Regions from separate parts of the Rattus norvegicus genome. Here region 2 is linked to region 1. The links are chromatin contacts, called in public Hi-C maps. All regions are on one chromosome and are shown on one strand. The core of a region is the stretch at or near the end of the contact, and the rest is flanking DNA. Distances in the headings are between cores, read along the strand shown. Region 1 has its middle 32 kb from the start of Xiap. Region 2 overlaps Xiap (X-linked inhibitor of apoptosis).

What was found. A called contact is a pair of places that touch in the nucleus more often than the background predicts.
Region 2: a contact with region 1 is called in a Hi-C map of liver, with 3 times the contacts expected there. The contact joins two enhancer-like sites. A contact is called at or near these places in 3 of 12 Hi-C or Micro-C datasets (hepatocytes, kidney and liver).

What each region holds. Positions count from the first base shown.
Region 1 is chrX:125,729,274-125,733,177 of GRCr8, forward strand. No RefSeq gene overlaps it. Among named protein-coding and RNA genes, the nearest start is that of Xiap, 32 kb to the right of the region's middle. Within about 2 kb of position 2,003, at least 10 of the 93 cell types and tissues checked have an H3K27ac peak or open chromatin away from gene starts, as enhancers often do. A contact at or near this core is called in hepatocytes and liver, where this site is marked.
Region 2 is chrX:125,776,553-125,780,622 of GRCr8, forward strand. All of the region lies in intron 2 of Xiap (X-linked inhibitor of apoptosis), which reads left to right. Among named protein-coding and RNA genes, the nearest start is that of Xiap, 15 kb to the left of the region's middle. Within about 2 kb of position 1,284, at least 2 of the 93 cell types and tissues checked have an H3K27ac peak or open chromatin away from gene starts, as enhancers often do. A contact at or near this core is called in hepatocytes and liver, where this site is marked.

The sequences.
Region 1 (3,904 bases), core at 753-3,252:
ACATCTTCCTTTCGAGGCTTTAAAGCTTTTACCTTTCAGCCCTTTAAAAGTACTCCCCACCTTCTAAACTCCATCATTTCCACGAAGGGGAGTTAATCACAGCAATGACTTGGATATTATCTGTGCAACTCCAGCCTCTCTGCTGATGGATCCCAACTCCTCCCTCTTCTTTTTAGACATCATTTGACTAGTGATGGTTCTTCTCTCACCCCTTCATCTTCTTATAGCCCTAAATCAAAGGTGCCACTTCTCCTGCACCTCTCTCCAATGGAAGATGCTCATTTATTTATGCTCTTTATATAAAAGAACCATGTCAGATGTGAAACTGACATTCTCTACATCATGGCTGCTTCTGCTGTGTAATAATTCTTCTAGCGTTGCTTCTATGAGTTTCATGTGTGCAACACTGGTTCTTCACTGAAGTTGTCAAGCAAAATACTGGCCAGCCTGTCATTGAACATGTCACTAGTCTGTCTTCCTTGCCAGAATCCTGGGCATGCATATACCAGAGCTCACTATATAGATGAAGCTGACCGCAAACTCATTGAGATCTACCTACCGCAGCCTCCTGAGCTCTGGGACTAGATGCATGTGCCACCAGACCCAGTTGGGTTTTAATTCATTGTTATTATGTATATATGTACACACACGATGTGGGCTGGGCAAGTAAGCCAGAGTATGCATGTGGAGGTCTGAGAACAACCCTGTGACGTTCTCTCCTTTCACCCTTCTTGTGGGTTCTAGAGATGAAAGGCAGGCCATGCAACACATATTTTACCCACTGAGCCATCTCCCTGCCTAGACAGCAGTATTTTTATCAGTAAAAAATCCATCGTGAGGACCCGTGTAGGCGGGACAATCTGAAGTTGAAGCAAATGAACGAACAGCATTAGGTAACATAACTTCCTGCTTTTGTGCTGAGTATTTACCATATACCGACCACACTAATTAACTAGTCAGTTGGGTTTGGGGATAAAAATCTCCCTCTGTAGCCCAGATCATCCTAAAACTCTCCATGTTAGTCAAAGCTGGTCTCAAACTCGCAGCGATCCTCCCACTTCAATCCCTTAAATGTCAGGCTTGCAGACATGCGCAGCCACTCCCAGCTTACATGGCACTGGGGCTCAAACCCGGGACTTCAAGCATGCTAGGTAAGCATTCTAGCAATTGAGCTACATATTAATAACTTTAATTACCTTAACAGTTTAATATAAATCATTCATGTACCAAGTGACGGTGATACCCGCAATAAGAGATCGTTTAGGGGAGTTGGTTTGACTTTGGAGACAAGAGTATTGCTCTGTTGTCTGAGCTAGCCTGGATCTCAAGGCAATTCTGTTTCTGCCACCCAAATATTGGCATTACAGGCCTCAGCCACCATGCCTTCCTACAATTGCTAGGAGATAGGCTTATTTCTTTTCATTTCTTTTTATTGGATTTTTTTTGATTTGGTATTTATTTTATTTTTTCCTTTTCTGAGGCATGGTCTCATATAGCCCAGGCTAGAATTGAAGTAGCCGAGGATGACCTTGAACTCCTGATCCAGTCTCTACCTTCCAAGTGCTGGGATTATAGGTGTACATCGCCACGCCTGGTTTCTGCAGTGCCAGATATTGAACAGAAGGCTTTAAGCACAGTAGGCAAGCATTCTACCAGCCAACCTGCATTTCCAGCCCCCTCCATTTTTTTAAGGTGTCATATTCTAGCTCAGGTTTCCCCTGAACACTAAGCAATCCTCCTGTTTCAGCTCCCTGAGTGCTGGCATTATAGGTGTGAGCCAGGGTGCATTTAAATGTTGTGACGTTTAAATGAGATAATTCCTTTAAGCAAATAGCTCACATTAGATGGTCAGTAAATGATAAGGGTGGGAGGCCCCTATGAATTCTTCTGCACCTACCATATCTGACCACCAGGTGGCAGCCTCCCACAGCTAAACCCTTGTAGGCCAAAGTGGCCTAGTCCATGGTCCTATTCGGCACCAGAGCGGGGTAAAGTCCAACAATGCAACTGTTTGTCCCTCCCCTGCTCCTGGTCCCCGATAATCTGGTGCAGAAATGTCACGGGACTGCTTCTGAGTGAGGACTCTAATGTCTGAACAGTAAGCCCAACTTAAAGCCTTTTTACTCTAGGCATCATACTTCGGAACCCCCATAAGGTCAGGAAGCAGGAAGAACATTCAAGGCAGAGTTGCAAAAATAATCTGATTTGGGAAAAGGCCAAGGGGAGGATGGAATCCATAGGAGAAGGTATAGGCTGTGAGAGAAGGAAAGAGAAACGTTTTTACTCAGTCACCTCTCACAAAGCTTTATTGCAGCGCTTTCATGGAAGCCACCAGCCACCTGAAACCCCCAACTCCCAGCCCCTGGCCACACATCAAATTCCCCTTTTATCGCTTTCGTCCCACTGATTCTCCAGCTGGCATTTTTCTCAGCTATGGTTCAGAAAGAAGAATGAGAGTCTTAAGCAAAGACGTCATCATTCTTTCTGAGCTCGTGCAATTTTCCTAGTACCCAAGCTGCCATGGTTTTTCTAACGGCCAATTCTCCCCATCAGAAAATCTAGTTCCAGTTTTGAAAGACATCTTTTTCCGTTTTTTTACAATAGTGTCTTTGACTTTGCAGCTAACTAAGCTGCATATTTAATTTCTCAAGTGCCTAGTATTTTTTTTCTAACATTGGCATTTTTTTTTCAGGCTTCCAACAGGTTATTTTATTTTTAAGCAATCCACAGTTTTCCTGTGGGTTATTGACTTTGTGAATGTTAGCCTTAATTTTTCCTAATGTCTTATAACATGTGGCATACCCAAACAGGAATGGGCCTTGTTCAGACAGCATCCAGAAGAGGAAATATTGATTTAGTCTGCTCTATCTGGACAGAGACGTGGCTGTAACCATTGGTAACGCCCAACCACTTTTTTTTTTTATTAACTTGAGTATTTCTTATATACATTTCGAGTGTTATTCCCTTTCCCGGTTTCCGGGCAAACATCCCCCTAATCCCTCCCCTTCCTTATGGGTGTTCCCCTCCCCATCCTCCCCCCATTGCCGCCCTCCCCCCAACAATCACGTTCAGTCTTAGCAGGACCCAGGGCTTCCCCTTCCACTGGTGCTCTTACTAGGATATTCATTGCTACCTATGAGGTCAGAGTCCAGGGTCAGTCCATGTATAGTCTTTAGGTAGTGGCTTAGTCCCTGGAAGCTCTGGTTGCTTGGCATTGTTGTACATACGGGGTTTCGAGCCCCTTCAAGCTCTTCCAGTTCTTTCTCTGATTCCTTCAACCACTTTTTAAGAGCTTTTTCCCCTCGCACAGAAAAGATCTCTCCTCAACATTTTCTTTTGGTGCTGAGAATGGAATGCCCAGGGTTTTAATATGGTAAGCACAAGACTCTACCACTTAGCTAGGTTCCAGACTAAAACTTAAGAAAATCAGAGGGGTTGATTGAGAAAAGGGAACCTCTCCTCCAGGAAGAACAATGTAACAAAACTGAAATCATCAGGGTGTAAAGGTTAAAGTTGTCGACTTACCACTAATTACCTCTCTCCCTCTCTCCCTCTCTCCCTCTGTCCTCCCTCTCTCCCTCTCTCTCTCTCTCCCTCCCCCCCCTCTCTCAGATGTATTGGCTGGAGGAAGCAGACCAATTTCTAGAACATGAACGTACTAAGAAAATAACATCTGTACCTTGTGTGAAGCATGATGTCTACATTCTTGCTTGCACCCAAGGCTTCTGATGCCGTGACTATCATCAATTAAGACATAGGCTTGTTGTAGGCATGGCTCTAAAGAAGACATATCATCCTTGCAAGGCTCAAGGAGCATTGTGGAAAAGGGGACAGGAAGTCTGTAATGACTGAAAGCTAGGATGAAGGGGTGTGACAAGCCATTCTTTAGATTTGATACAACTCC
Region 2 (4,070 bases), core at 34-2,533, 47 kb after region 1:
TCTGCCTGCCTCTGTCTCCCAAGGGCTGAGTGTAGAGGTATGTACCACCATTCCCTGCAAAGCTACTTCTCAATATATTTTTACCATATTGAGAAAATATCCTTCAAACTTGAAAAGTTTGTTATTCATTGTTTTAAATAGTACACAATTATTATAGACATATCCACACATAATAGACCATAGGAACCGTTGTTTTTTACATTCTTAATTTCTGTATGTAATTATTTTATTACTTGTGTGCATTGTACTGTAATTATTAAAAAGTAATGGCAATGGGTTGGGGATTTAGCTCAGTGGTAGAGCGCTTGCTAGGGCCCTGGGTTTGGTTCCCAGCTCCGGAAAAAAAAAAAAAAGAAAAAGAAAAAAGAAAAAAAAGTAATGGCAAAAAGAAAGTAGGTGTTCTGAGTGTGTATGTGGAGAGTGACTATCAGTGACAGGTAGATACTACATAGTTAATTTTAATCTTTGTTTATGTGTATGAGTGTTTTGTTTACATGTATATGTTTGTATCCTATGAGTGCATGGTATCCCCAGGGGCAAGAAAAGGGCATTAGCTCTCCTGGAACTAGAGTTACAAACAGTTGTGAGCTGCCATGCTGGTGCTAGGAGCTAAACCCAGGTCCTCTGAAAGCAGCCAGTGCTCTTAATTGGTCAGTCATCTCCCATGCCTCCTGTTTATTTTTTAAGATAGTGTTTGTAGCATAATCCTACGAAAAATCCAGTCAGGCTGAGAAGTGTAGCTTTATGACAGAACACCAGCCCCCAATCCAATCCACAGTAGAACAAGCACAACAAAAAGAAGAGAATACAAAGTCTTTGTGTAAAAATATATACTAGGTTTTCATTTGTGTAAGCTTATTTTTCTTTTGGTAGATTTTATATCTAAAACATGGTACTGGAACTCACTAAATAAATATAAAAGTGTTAGGCATAGTTGTCTGCAATCCCAGTTTATGAAAGGCTGAGGCAGGAGGATGGTGAGTTTATTGCTAGCTCTTGACAAAACCTGGGTTGTTAATAAACCTTGTTTCAACACTCTCCTTGCCCCATAAAATAAATGTACACCGGAAGCTTGAAATGCTGCTAGAGGCCTATAATCCTAGCACTTAGAGAGCTAAAGAGGAGGATTACAAGGTCAGTGGCTTGCCTGGACTACAAAGCAGGGTCAAGGTGAGTCTGCCACCTGACTGACAGCTACCCAGTCTCAGAATTTAGAATGGACTGACAGTGAGGTGGCTCAGCAGGTGAAGCATTGCCGTGCCAGGACCCACGTAAAGGTGGAGCAAGAGCTGACTCCACAGAGCTCCTCTCTGACCTCTGGACTCAGGCTGTGGCTCCACGTGCCTTTCCCCAACCATGCACACAAAGTTTTGAAGATAAGTAAAAATGTTAAAAACCTAACCTAGGTGAGGATCTAATCCAGCCTGAGATCACTCACCTAGTATGTGGAAGGTTTGTTCCCCAGCAGCACAAAACAACAAGGACATACTAATATACAAATAAGCACCAGGAATTCCAGCGAGCCTGGAAAATAGGGGTATATTGTTAGTAAAGGAGTCTCATTAACAGAGACAGTGAAATTTACCTTTTAAATATTTAGAATTGCCAAGAGATGGTGATACCTGTGTTTATTTTAATCCCAGTCCTCAGGAGGCAGAAGCAGGTGGATCTCTTGATTTCTAGGCCATTCTGGTTTACAGAGTGAGGTCTAGAACAGTCACGACTACACATGGAAATCCAGTCTCTAAAAGTAAAACAAAAAAAACAAAAAAACAAAAAAAAAAAGAAAGAAAAGAAAAGAAATAAAAATGTAACCACATGGTGGTGCACATCTTTAGCCTCAGCACTCTGGAGGCAGAGGCGGCTGGATCTCTGTGTTCAAGACCAGCCAGAGCTACATAGTTCGAATTTGTCTAAAAAAGAAAAACATAAAATAAACAATAGGGGCTGATAAGATAACACTAGGGGCTCAGCAGTGAAATGTGCTTTGCTGCCAAGTCTTATGACCTCAATTCAATCCCTTGAGCACACATGGTGAAAGAAGGGAACTGATTCCTGCAAATCGTCCTCTGATTTCCACATGCATGGTGTGGTGCGAGCTCCTTCATCTAAAAAATAAATAGGAGAATTTAAATACACAGGAGCCCAGTGTGGTACACATCCTTAAACCCAGCAGTTAGGAGATGACAGCCGGAGGACATGGATTTCAAGGCTGCCCTGTGTTACATAGGATGCTGCCCTCCTTCCTCATTTTCCATTTCCCTCAAAAATAAAATTATAATGATAATAGTAGTAGTAGTAGTAGTAGTAATACTTGAAAACTTAAGTACAGAGATTTTCAGTACTATTTCACACTAGAGTTTATGTGTTTAAGAAACAATTAACTGGGCTGGAGAGACAGCTCGAAGTTAAGAGCACTGGCTGCTCTTCCAGAGGTCCTGAGGTTGATTCCCAGCAACCACATGGTGGCTCACAACCATCTGTAAAGGGATCTGATGCCCTCTTCTGGTGTGTCTGAGGACAGCTACAGCATACTTACATATAAATAAATAAATCTTTAAAAATCATTTAAAAAAATCCTAAACAGTAGGTTGTAAGTAGCTTTAAGATAGGTAGCTTTAAGTAGGTGAAATAATAGCTTTAACATAGTTATCATTATTAACTATCATTACTAATCATTATCATTATCAAGTCTTCCTGGATGTCTGAATGACCTACTAAAATGTTAACAGGTCTCTTGTGAACATTTACAGTAATCTACAAACTGCTTAAAATTTCCAGGTATTGCCTGTTTTTTTTTTTTAAGTGAAATTTGGTGCTGACCTTGTTCTTGACATCCATATCCACAGTTAATGCTGAACACTCACTTAGGAGTAATGTATGTGCCTGCAGATCAGCTGGGTCTCACCTTGGCTTCCACCACTCCTCCTGCTCTTCCTTCCTCCTCCTCTTCTGCTATTAATCATCCCATTCATTTACATCTCAAATGATACCCCCTTCCTGGTTACCCCCTCCACAAGCCCCCATCCCATCTGTCCTCTCCCCCCCTCCCCTTGGCCTGTATTAGGGTGCTCCCCCATCTACCCACTCTCGCCCTTCTACTCTTCTACTAGCAGTTTCTTTCCTTTCTTTCCATCCATCTTTCCTTCCTTCCTTCCTTTGTTTGTTTTTTTTGTTTTGTTTTTTTGTTTTGTTTTGCTCTTGATTTTGTATTTTTTGTTCGTTTTTTGAGGTAAGGTCTCACCATATATCCCTCACTCTATAGCCCTGGTTGGTCCTGACCACCTAGCAGTCCTCCTGCCTCAAACTTCCAAGTCTGATTCAGGCATGAATCACCCTGCCTGCCTTTTAAAGACATTTTGAGATAAAAGACCATGCATAATAATTGTGATCATTATAACACACACACACACACACACACACACACACACACACACACAGACACCCTAGTCAGCTCTGTGTGTGTGTGTGTGTGTGTGTGTGTGTGTGTGTGTGTGTGTGTGTGTGTGTGTAAGTTTTACTGGATACACAATATGAGAGAAGCACATATAGGTAAAGTGAGTGATTAGAGGTCAAGTACAACTTGATGGAGTTGTTTTCTGACCATTACTGTTACATTGTTAGGGTTTAACTCAAGCCACAGACTCTGTGGGATAAGTGCTTTTACCTACCAAGCTCTCTACAGCCCCCCAGGTTTCTCTCGGTTGTTACTTGTCTTTCACTTTTAGCTCATCTGATAACTCTCTTTTGTACTCTTCTACATCCTACAATGTACATGCAGTATTCATTCAGATACTGCTTTCTAAACCTATATACCCTAAACCAATAGCATGGACTTAATCCCTAAGGAAGTGGTTTCCTTTTATTTTTTTGAAGCAAGGGTCTTAAGCTCACCTAGAACTCAACCATCTTTCTGCCCCAGACTCCTGATGGCCAGTGTTACAGGGATGTGTTACTATATCCACTTAAAGGCTCCTCTTGGAAGCTTCACAGAGAGATGCTCCCATAGAATGACAAAGTTTCACAGATCTAGAGTAGGATGAACAATTGAATGCACAAATGTCTGCCAT